Regions from separate parts of the Macaca mulatta genome. Here region 1 is linked to region 2. A link is a contact called in public Hi-C data. All regions are on one chromosome and are shown on one strand. The core of a region is the stretch at or near the end of the contact, and the rest is flanking DNA. Distances in the headings are between cores, read along the strand shown. Region 1 overlaps LRP8 (LDL receptor related protein 8). Region 2 has its middle 59 kb from the start of LRP8.

What was found. A called contact is a pair of places that touch in the nucleus more often than the background predicts.
Region 1: a Hi-C map of fetal cortical plate shows a contact between it and region 2, with 4 times the contacts expected there. The contact joins two enhancer-like sites. A contact is called at or near these places in 10 of 14 Hi-C or Micro-C datasets (CD4 T cells, blood, cortical neurons and 6 more).

Annotation. Positions count from the first base shown.
Region 1 is chr1:187,319,311-187,325,036 of T2T-MMU8v2.0, forward strand. LRP8 (LDL receptor related protein 8) reads left to right here. Exons shown (of 19, transcript XM_077955984.1): 3 at 642-764. Among named protein-coding and RNA genes, the nearest start is that of LRP8, 41 kb to the left of the region's middle. Within about 2 kb of position 1,746, at least 6 of the 40 cell types and tissues checked have an H3K27ac peak or open chromatin away from gene starts, as enhancers often do.
Region 2 is chr1:187,219,007-187,225,176 of T2T-MMU8v2.0, forward strand. No RefSeq gene overlaps it. Among named protein-coding and RNA genes, the nearest start is that of LRP8, 59 kb to the right of the region's middle. Within about 2 kb of position 1,330, at least 8 of the 40 cell types and tissues checked have an H3K27ac peak or open chromatin away from gene starts, as enhancers often do.

The sequences.
Region 1 (5,726 bases), core at 496-2,995, 100 kb after region 2:
GAGGAGGAACTGGGATTGAAATCCCCAGAGCAGTGTGGAGATCACCCCGCAGGCTGTAGACACCTGGGGGCAGGGACTGATTTGGGTGTCTTGCCCAGTAGATCCTCCTTCCACTGCTCTGAACACAAAATACCTCATTCATCTTGCCACAAAGGAATCATCTAGGTGTAGGATTCATGGTCACAAACTGCCTGGTGCCTGCAGAAGGGACTTTGACTTCCAGTCCAGTTGGGGAAAGTGGGACAGGCAGGTAAAGAGACTGAGAACTGGCTGAAGGAGCTAAGGCAGCTGCTGTAGGCTATCAGGGAAGGCTTCCTGGAGGCAGTGGCAGTGGAACTAGACCTTGAAGGGAAGCAGGAGAGTGACAGGGGTATGATAAGTCTTGTCATGTTTGCTGGATTTGAGCTCTTGGACTTGGAGGGCAGAGCAAAATGTCACCTGTCTTCACGCAGTGTTCAGATGCCTAAGGAACAAAGAAGCTTGTCTCTCCCGTCCTCTGCCCTTGGTCAGCAAGGCAGTCTGTGGCCTGGTGGGGCTGTGGGAAGCCCTGTGGTCCGGCTTGCAGACCAAGCACATCCTGGTTGCCCCACCGCCCTCCTGACTGCTCCCAGACTCACTACGCTCTCCTCCTTCCCCTGCAGCCAAGAAGACCTGTGCGGACAGTGACTTCACCTGTGACAACGGCCACTGCATCCACGAGCGGTGGAAGTGTGATGGCGAGGAGGAGTGTCCTGACGGCTCCGATGAGTCCGAGGCCACTTGCAGTGAGTCCTGCCCCTCAGGCTGGGTGGGGGTGGGCCTCGGTTTCCTCCTCAGATCTTCCTTATTGAGAAGCTGTGAGGCTCAGGAGAGGCGACCAGTTGAACACTGTGCCACGCCCTCAGGGCGCTCCTGGTAAACAGGTGTGTTTAGTTGCTGGTTTCTACTGTCCTGTGTCTGGGCTTTCTTCACAGCCCTCTTGCGGATTGGACCCTGTTTCTGTGGCAGCAGCAGCTAGAAACAGTCTTGTCAAGCCCTTCTGCCCAGAAGGAGCCCTAGCGTGTCCTCCAGGCCTCCCTGCTGCTGTTCTTGAGAACTCCGACCATAATTCCAGGAGTGCCAATGGCAGCTGGCGCTTCTTAAGCCTTTACCATGTGCTAAGCTCTCTGTGTGCATTAATGCTTTTTATCCCCACAGCAGCCTCATGAAGCAGACACTGTCATTTTCTGAGTTTTGTAAAGGAGAACACTGAAGCTCAAAGAGGTTGAGTGACTTGCCCAAGGCTACCCAGCCAAGACTCTGAGGCCCTGGCCCATTCCTCTATCCTGGGTGGGCTGAGCCTTGGAGCTCCTGCCTCCATCACCAGCTGGGTGGTGGCAGAGGCAGGCGGGGGGAGGTGGAGGCCAGAGCTGAGCCCCAGGCCTGCCCCCTACACTCAGGGCTTTGTCTCTCCATGATTTATTTTCCAGGCCCTAATCCTCAAAGCAAACTTACACCCGGCAGGTCATTCCGTGACATTTGTTAAATTAAAAAGGAGATGAGAAGGGGGCGGGGAAGGACCCCACAGTCCAGAGGCAGAGCTTCAGCAGCGTGAGCCCGAGACAAAAGGCTCAGGCGAAAGCATGTGGAGGATGGTGGGGCTGGCGGGGACCCGAGAGCCCCTCTTTAGGGGTAACAGTCGCCCCAGAGGCAGAGGTGGGGACAATGGAGACCGGAGTCCCATCTAATGCTGTGGCTGGTGATAACTGGGTTTCCTTGTCTCCTAGCAACAGAGCTACCAGTCTCCACATAAGAGAAAGAGAAAGGGAGAGAGAGAGAGAACAGAGCAAGAGCGGCCCCCACCCGAGACAAGGAGCCCTCATTTCCTCGTACAGCTGCTCCTGGCCTCCCCAGCCATGCCACAGGCCCCATCCTTTCCTCACCCATCACGTGGCCAAACTCCATGCTGTACTGGAGGCTCCCAGGCAGGAGGGAAGCCCAGTGCTTTGTCCTGAGCTTCAGAAGGAACAAAGCCCCGCCACGCCCATTTGTGACTTTCATCCTCTTGGCAACCTAAGGAAGGAGGGGGATCCCCATGTAAAGAGAAAGAAACTGAGGCTGGAGTCGGTTCTCCCCCTTGCCCAAGGCTGCCCAGCTAACAAGAGGCAGAGTCGTGTGCAGCCTGGAGTGTGTGCTTGGGGAGGGGTTGTGGCTACAGGGGGCTTTTCCTTCACTGCAGTCAGCCAGCTCCTCCATCCGTACCGCACTCCAGCAGATACTCCGACACTGGGGACGGAAAGGGAAGGGAGAGGAGCCTCATTGTGGTTATTAGAGGGGGCTGCCTTGCTACCTGAGGGCTGGGCTCCCCTTCTCCCCCCGCCTCCACACTCCCATCTCTATCTCTTTGTGTGGATGTCCCTTTTCATCTTCCTTTCTGTCCCCTTCAGGGTCCCACCCACCCCTGCCCTCTTGGGCTGCCTCCCTTCCCTGCTCATCTCCTATCCTCACCCTCCCTCTCGCCATCTCTCCCCCCTGCCCTACCCATGTGTCCCTCTGTCTTTCTCCCTCTTGCCCATCCCAGCAACTGCTGCCTTCCCACCCCCTGGGCTGGGCAGGGGCCCTCCTGCCTCACTCTTCCTGCCTCCCAGGCCCGCTTTTCACAGTTGAGGGACAACTGGAGACCCAGAGAAGTTGATAGACTTCCTTCAGAGACACACAGCTTATTCATGGCAGGTCTCCCTTTTATGAAAAAAGGCTCTTCGAGCTCTCTGAGGTTTCACAAGGCACCTGTGGGAGCAGTAGCCAGAGCAGCACCCCAGGAGACAGAAGCCCAGCTCTCCTGTGGGTTCTCCCAGCTACTCACCGTGAAGCCCTGCATACCTTCCCACCTCCCTCTGGGTCCTGATCAGTAACATTCCAGGATTCCAGAATCTTCTCCATTCCTAGATTCCTAAACTCTTAGTATTCCGAGACCCCTTTTCTCCCTCGCTTGTGCTAGCTGGGGTGCAAGAGCCATGATGCCCACTTCCTGTATTACATTGGTCGGGTGGAGGCAAGGCAGAAGACTGCCTGGAGGAAGCTGGCCAGGGTGGGAGCGCCAGTCAGGGTCAGGCAGAATTTGGGGCAGCAGGACCTGATAGCAGGCTTGCTCACTCCTTCCCAACTGAATGAGAACCTAGCAGCCAACCTACTATCCATTTAATTGGTGTTGCCATAGCAACCTCCACGGCCTACCAGGTTCCTGGGGCCGTGCCAGCTCCCAGGATGGAGCCCCATTCCCTACCCCTAAAAGAAAGATTATAGGCAGTAAAGTGTAGTGAGTTTGGAATCGGATATAGTTGGGTTCAGGTCTTTTAACCTGTCAGATCTCAGGCAAGCTGCCCAGTCATCCTGAGCCTCAGTTTATTCATCTGTAAAATGTGGTGATGGACCTGCCTTAGAGGGATTGTGAGAATCAAATGAAAGAATGCAAGTGTCATTGCTGGAGTAAATGGCAGTGTTATTTGTATTATTATATTTTGGCTGCAAGCCCTCTCTCCCCAACACAACAGTTTGTTAGATATTAAGATGTTAGATTCTTATAGTATTAAAACAGTGTCAGTGAAGGGGTTTGCACTGAGCGGGAAAGGGATTTGAGAGAAGGTCCCAATTCTTGTGTTTTCCCCCATTATATTGTCTGACCCTAGCTGGCTGGGGTTTCTCCCAGCTGTTTCCCTCTGGTTCTGGGTTCTGTACCTTCAAATGTGGCGAGGACTCACAATGGAAAAGCCCAGAACATTTGCCTAGTGGCAATAGCATTTCAGCTCTAATTATAGCTCACTTGATTGGGGATGGCTTCTGACCCACCTTCAAGCGTCTGTTGGGAGGGGTGAGGGTGGGGGAGGGAAGGATGGTTCAAGGTGAGTTATAGTTCTGGATGCTATTTATTTGAATATGGAAGCTTTTTCATGCATCTTAGAACCTTTCCACCTGGAAGGGGGGCCTCTATGATTAACCAGGATTATCTTCCTATTACAGATCAGAATATGGAGGCCCAGAGATTTTCTGAGCTCACTCAGTAAGTTAGAGACTGACCCAGCTAGCAGCATTTTGCCTGGCCTCAACCGAAGGAACTTGGTGTTACTCCTCGTCCTGCACCTTGGGTGGCCCCATGCTGTGCTTCCTGTGGCAGGAGCTGTACTGAGTGACACTAGCAGTTCTCACCACCCGAGCCTCTGGTCCCTTAGAGCTGGCAGTCCCCATTTGGAGGTTATCTGCCCCTAAAACTCACGTGGGTTGACACTATAGATGTGCTCCCTCAATAAGCAGCCGCCAAGTACTTTCATTCTTTAATTTAACAGACATTTCCCTTTTTGTTAATTTGTGAATTTATGAATTGGAGAAAGTACCAATGGATTTGAATTTCTGGGGCAGGATTCTCTGGGAATTTAAATGCCTTTAAATGCCTTGAGTCACTACAGGATACAGAGTTTCATGAAAAGCCCCCTTGCCAGCTTTGGAGGGTTCCTGTTGTCTGGGAGACAGTGGGATTCTTCATTCCTGCCTCTCAGAACCTAGGGTACTTGGAGAGCAGGCCAAAGGCATATGGTCCCCTCAGGGGGCATCTGTCACAGAGGGAGTGGCTATCCTGGGATGGGGTCTGCATCGTGGTGGACCATGTGGACTCATAATGTGCATTCCCCAGTGGTGACACCAGGCCCCTCCCCAGCCATTGGCATTTGCACTTCATGAAATTAAACAAGGGCAAGTGTTTTCTGAGCTCCTAGTTTGTTCTAGGCTCTGAGTGTAGGGATTTCCATGTTTCCTCATTTAAGCCATCCACTAACCCTAGGAGATTATTCAACCCCATTTTCAGATGAGGGGAGCCAGAGTGCAGAGAGGTTCAGTAAGTTGCCTAAGGACCTTAGTATTAGTAAATGAAATTTGGGCCCAGGTCTGTGTGTCTCTAAAACTCAGGCTCTTTCTCCTACATCATGCTGCTGGGAGCCCTTGGGCTTCAGTTGTCCTGAGAGTGGACATCAGATGGCCATCGTGCAGAACCTGCCCAGAGGCTCAGTGAGCCCCCTTCCTCCAGTGACCTCTCTCCAGGCCAGAGGTGCCAGGGAGACCAACAGGATCTGCTTTTCTCTTGTGCAGTCATTAGGTGCAGTAAGTTAAGCAGTGTGTTTGGACCTGGGATGGAAGTCCAGATCTGCCTCTCACCACTAGACTTTGAACAAACAACTTACTCTCTCTGGGCTTTACTTTCTTCATTCATAAAATAGAGGTAATAATATCCACTCATAGGGTGATACCATGTGTCAGTAATTACCCAGACCAACTTCCCAGGACTGTGGAGTGGAGAGGCCTGACATAGGACCCTGTGAGCCAGGCTCCAGTCCTACCTTTGGGGGAAAGCTACAACACAGGAGAGACAGTGAGGTTCCAGGAGAGACAGGAATTGGAATACCCAACTGCCAGTAGCTGTGTGACCCTAGGCAGGTCCCTTCCCCTCTCTGGGCCTTGGTCTCCTGCCACTCCAAGCGTGTTCATCAATGTGACCTCTGAGGTCTCTCAAGTCCTGCATTCCAAAAGCCTTGGCTCTTTGAGGGTGGAGGGCTGTTATCAGGCACTGCTGAATCCTCGAGAGCCTATAATTAGAGCTGTCTATTTAGGGACACAGCAAATGTCTTATTAATTATAAAGAAAGGAAGCAGACAGATTGTTTAATCATTGTCCTTGCTGAAAGGTTATGCAATTAACTATATAAATATTCATTAAAAGTTCAA
Region 2 (6,170 bases), core at 80-2,579:
GTGGGGGTGAGGGTCAGAGCCTTCCATTTGACAGAGGCAGAGACTATGAGGTGTGGGCATGTGGAAAGACACTAACTTCCACTTTGCAAACGTGTAATCTGGGTGCGCTGGGCATCCTGGCAATTGTCCAGTGGGCCTCTGGCTGTGTGTGTCTGAGGGTCAGAAAGCTCCAGAAGGCTGAGTGTGGTTACTCACACCTATAATCTCAGCATTCTGTTATAGGAGGTCAAAGTGGGAAGGTTGCTTGAACCCAGGAGTTCAAGACCAGCCTGGGCAACATGACGAAACCCTGTTTCCACAAAAAATGAAAAAATGAGCTAGGCTAGGTGTGGTGGCATATGTCTGTAGACCCAGTCACTTGGGAGACTGAGGCAGGAAGATTGCTTGAGCCCAGGAGGTGGAGGCTGCAGCGAGCCATGATCGTGCCACTGCACTCCAGCCTGGTTGACAGAAGGGGATCTTATCTCAAAAAAAAAAAAAAAAAAGAAGGAAAGAAAGGAAAAAACTCTGGGCCTGAGTAAGCAGCATGGTTGTCAGCAGAGGGGAGTGCCTGAAAGCTTTGAGGGTGGAGATGTTCCCCTGGAGATGGGAGAGTGTGGCGGAGGAGGCGGGGCGATGTGCTGAGGGGCACCTATGTTAAGGGAGAACAAAATGCTGGAAACAGAGAAAAAAAGGGTTTGGAGCTGACCCTCCAGAGAGCCCTGCGGGAGTCACTGCCAGCCCCCTTATTAACCTGGGGCCACCAGCCTGGAACGCCCGTCCCTAAGGGCAGAGACTGTGTCTGATTCATTCCCCAGGGTATTCCAGCAGCAGCCTGGTGGTAGGCGCTCGGTAACTTCTGGGTCCCTGAGTGAAGGAAAAGGGAAAGAGCAGAAGGGCTGGTGGACTACAGGTTGGAATTTGGCCCAATTTCTTTTAAAAGAAAAACATAGATTGGAACATTAGGAAACCAGGTTGGTGGGTTCCTTGGAGGGGGTGCCTTTGTCTGGCGCCTCTGTGAGGCCTGTCTCCTCCAATTTCAGGGCCAGAGTCCTCCCCACTCCCCTTCTCCTCCTTCTGCTGTCTCAAGTCACAGCCAGGGAGGAGTTGGCAGGAAAACAGGCCACTTGGTTTCATTTCCCTTTTTGAGAGCCTGGTGTTCCCTTAATGTAAGTGTCCCTTGGCACATGGCCCTGGCTCCTCTGCCCCCATTCTCCTTTTCCTGAGGCAATGTCTCCACTCTCAAGGCTTCTAGACACTTCCCTCTGCTGACCATCATGTTGTCTGCTCTGGCCTGGAGCTCTCTGACCCTCAGACACACACATCCAGTGACCCACTGGGCAAGCGCCAGGATGCCCAGGGGCACCCAGACTGCACAATTGGGATGTGACAGCTGATGTCTTTTCACGTTCCTGCTCCTCATACCCTCTGTCTTGGTGGAGTACATGATCTTGACCCCCTGGCAGGTCCTTCTCTGTCCCCTAAACCCGCTCAAATCCAGCTACTCCTCAAGTCCTTTTGAGGCTGCCTGCTAAGTTCTCAGATCTGCCCTTTGCTCTTCCTCAGGGCTTGCTGAGTCCACGCCCTCACACTGGTTGGTTCCTGCTCATTCTTACCCATCCTCCTGGCTCCTGCTGTGATCTGAATGTTGGTGTTCCCCCAACATTCATATGTTGGAACCTAATACCCAATGGGATAGTATAAAGAGGTAATTAAATCATAAGGGCTCCACTTCATAAATGGGGCTCATGCACTTAAAAAGATGCTCGGGGCCGGGCATGGTGGTTCATACCCGTAATCCCAGCACTTGGGAGGCCAAGGCAGGTGGATCACTTGAGACCAGGTGTTTGAGACCAGCCTGGGCAACATGGTGAAACCTGTCTCTGTTAAAGAGACAAAACAGATCCTCAGGGGGGCTTCTTTGCTCCTTCCACCAAATGAAGACACAGAAAGAAGCTGCGGTCCATAAGGAACAGGCGCTCGCCAGACACCAAACCTGCCAGCACCTCGATCTTGGACTTTCCAGCCTTCAGAACTGTGAGCAATACATTGGTATTGTTTATAAATTACCCAGTCTACAGTGTTTTGTTATAGCCACCTGAATGGACTAAGACAGCCCCCAAGCTCCCTACACTGCTGGCGCCTGCTGGGAACCAGACTCATCCACCCCCCTCCCCACCCCTGGGCCACAACTGCTGCCACCATCCACCTTAGGTCTCCTTTGCTATTTCTTCCTCTTCCCCTTTCTCATGCACTTCCCCCCACCCCCAGCCTGGGATCCAGACACTGTCCTGGCCAAATAGGGTGCAGTGAACTCCTTAACATGGCAGGTGGGTACTTGGGGTGCCAGATTGGACATCGTAGGTGAGGAGAGGCGGATGGCCTCCTGCACACACTGGGAGCTCGTGTGCCACACTGACTGTGCTCCCTGGGGGCTGACTCAATGGAATACGAATCCGAGCCATCCTGGCAGGTGTGTAGTGGTGTCTCCTTGTGGTTCTAACCTGTTGTCCTTTAAAGATCCAATGATCCAGGGCATCTTCGATGTGCTCATTTGCCATTCATACATCTTCTTTGGTGAAGTGCCTGTTCAAATCTTTTGCTGAGTTTTAAAAATTGAGTTTATAATCTTATTGAGTTGCAAGAGTTCTTTATATAGCCTAGATACAAGTCCTTTGTTGGATATATGCTGTTTTTGTTTACAGCTTTATTGAGATATAATTCACATAGCATGAATTTCATCCTTTTAAAATGTAAAATTCAGTGGCTTTTAGTATATTCACAAAGCTGTGCACCACTCATCATTATGTTGGTATATAATTTGCAAATATTTTCTTCCAGTCTGTGGCTTGCTTTTTCATTTTCTTAACAGATTCTTTTTTGTTTTGTTTGTTTGTTTGGTTTGGTTTGGTTGTTTTGAGACAAATTCTCACTCTGTCGCCCAGGCTAGAGTGCAATGGCGCGATCTCAGCTCACTGCAGCCTCCACCCGCTGGGTTCAAGCAATTCTTGTGCGTCAGCCTCCCGAGTAGCTGAGATTACAGGTGTGCATCACTATGCTGGGCTAATTTTTGTATTTTTAGTAGAAATGGGGTTTTGCCATGTTGGTCAGGCTGATCTTGAGCTTCTGATCTCAAGTGATCCACCCACTTCAGCCTCCCAAAGTGCTGGGATTATAGGCGTGAGTCACCAAGCCCAGCCTTAACGGATTATTTTGAAGAATAAGCCTTTATAATGTTGATGAAGTCCAACTTACTGATTTGTTTTCTTTTATAATTTGTAATTTTGTGTTGTATTTATAAATATTTCCCAAACCCAAGGTCATTAATATTTTCTCCTATGTTTTCCTCTAGAAGTTTTAGAGTTTAGCTTGTTCTCAAGTTAATTTTTACGTATAAGGTAACGGTCAAGCTTCATTTTTTGGTCATTTGGGTCATACAACTGTCCCAGCATCATTTGTGGAAAAGTGCAGCCTTTCACCTTTCTCAAAAATCAGTTGTACATGTATGGTCTTTTACTGTACTCCATTCTGTTTCATTTATTTATTTATCTATTTTTATACCAATATCACACTATCTTGTTTATTGTGGCCTTATAATAAGTCTTAAAACCAGGTAGTGTGTGTCCTCCAAGTTTGTTCTTTTTCAAAGTTGCTTTGGCAATTCCAGATCCTTTTGCATTTACATATAAATATTGAAATCAGATTGTCAATTTCCGCACACGTACAAAAAAGCCTGATGGATATGATTAGGATTGCATTGAATCTACAGACCGATTTGAGGATAGTTAACAACAATACAGAGTCTGCTGGTTCATGAACATGATATATTTCTCTTTTTATTTACATCTTGATTTCTCTCAGCAATGTTTTGTAAATTTTCAATGTTTGGGTCTTGAATGTTTTTTGACAAAGTTATTCATAATATTTCATATTTTGAGGAATTGTATGATCTCACTTTTTAAATATAAAAATATAAGTATTTGTTCCTAGTATACAGACACACACTTCTGTATTTCTAGTAGAAATACAGAATAGTAGAATAGAAATACAATTGATTTTTGTGTATTGACTTTGTATCTTTGTTAAACTCCCTATTATTTCTAGTAATTTTTTGTAGGATCTGTAAGATTTTCTACATAGATGATCACATCTTCTGTGAATAAAGTTTTCCTTCTTCCTTTCTAATCTTAAGGATGTAATTTCTTTTTCTTGCCTTATTGCACTGCCTATAGCCTTCAGTATAATGTTGAATAGTAATAATAGAGAGAACATCCATGCCTTATTCTTAATTGTAGGAGGAAAGCATTCAGTCTTTCACCATTAATGATTAATAATGACACTAGCTGAAGAATTTTTGTGGATGCCTTTTATCAGGTTGAGAAAATTTCCTCCCATCCTTAGTTTGTTGAGAACAATTTTTATTATAAATGGAGACCAGATTGTATCCAAACGTTCTTCATTTATTAAGATGATCATATATTTTTCTTTTTTTAGTCTGTTTATATGCTGAATTACACTGATTGGTTTTTAAATATTAAACCGACCTTACACTCCTGGGATAAACTCCACTTGGCCATGATGTATCATCCTTTCAATATATTGTTAGATTCAATATATTGAAATACATTGAAAGTGTGGGAGAAAGGGCAAGGTTAACAAATTCAATATATTGTAGAATTTAGTATCGGCTGGGTACGGTGGCTCACGCCTGTAATCCCAGCACTTTGGGAGGCCGAGGTGGGCAGATCACGACGTCAGGAGATCGAGACCATCCTGGCTAACTCTGTGAAATCCCGTCTCTACTTAAAAAATACAAAAAATTAGCCCGGCGTGGTGGCGGGCGCCTGTAGTCCCAGCTACCAGGAGGCTGAGGCAGGAGAATGGCGTGAACCCGGGAGGCGGAGCCTGCAGTGAGCCAAGATCGCACCACTGCACACTCCAGCCTGGGCGAGAGAGTGAGACTCTGTCTCAAAAAAAAAAAAAAAAGAATTTAGTATCTATGACTGTTGTGACAAACCATTCCCTATCTTGCGTGAGTCCAGGCATCACTCCCCCTGCTCCTTTTTGGTGTCTCTTCTGCAGCCTTTGGTAATCTCCTGTCACACAGGCATTGATCAGTGCTCAGCTGAAGGCACAAGGGAGGACCTCTGCAAATTGCCAGAACTTTCTCTGTGGGCAGCTTTCCCTTCTTAGTTCCTCTGCCCTCTGAATTCTAGCGCCATGGCTCCCTGGACTTTCACTCTGTTTCTTCAACTCAGGGAAGGTAGGCTCCACCTTGGTGCCCCCCTGCCCTGCAGCCTCTCACCAGGCTGGCAACTGGGCAATCCAACGTGCATCTCCTTCCTTGGGGGCCACTGTCTGCACTGCCTGGTCCTCAATGTCTGAAATCCATTGTTTCCTGTATTTTGTCTGGCTTGTTGCTTCATCTGGGAAGATTAATCTGGCCCCTGCTATTCCATCTTGGGAAGGAAATTACTTTGTTTTTAGATACTTGTGATCATTTGGCCATCTAATTTTATATTCTGCTCTTCTCACTCAACATTTTCAAATAAATATTTTTATGCTTTTTATGCTTTTAACTTTTCATAGATGTCACTTAGAAGAATGTGAAATGCTCTGTCAAGGCGGTGGCCTTGACAGTGTCAGTGATCCTGTCCCATGTCAGGATAGTCCCCCTCCCAGCCAAGTCAAAGGAGGTCAGCCCTCCCCATGCAGGGGCTCTGTCCTCCCTCTCACACTCTTCCTGTCACTCTCAGATTTCCTCAGCAGAAGACGTTTTGTACCATGCACTTCAATGAGGTGGTGATTAAGGACTGCAGAAGAAGCGTTTTTCAATTTAAACCTATTTTTTTTCTTGAATGGAGCAGGTGTCTGGAAGTCACAGTTATAGGAATGAAAGAATCACATTATTCACAATTTGCCTGTAATTAAACTCCTCCACTTTCTGAATGAGGGCCTGTGCCCAAAATCGTAATAACTACAGCTCCTTCTTGGGAGCCCTTACTGTCTTTGTATGAGGCACCATCTTGAGCACCAGAGCCAGACTGCGGTTTGCTCCAGATACCGGTGAACCTCAACAAGGCCTCTCCCTTGAGCCCAGCGCAAGCCAAGTCCTGTTGTTAGCTGCACTCCTGCTCCAGCTGAGCTTCCTTTCCTCCAGCGCTGGGAGAGATCTGGAGGAGGCCTGGTGT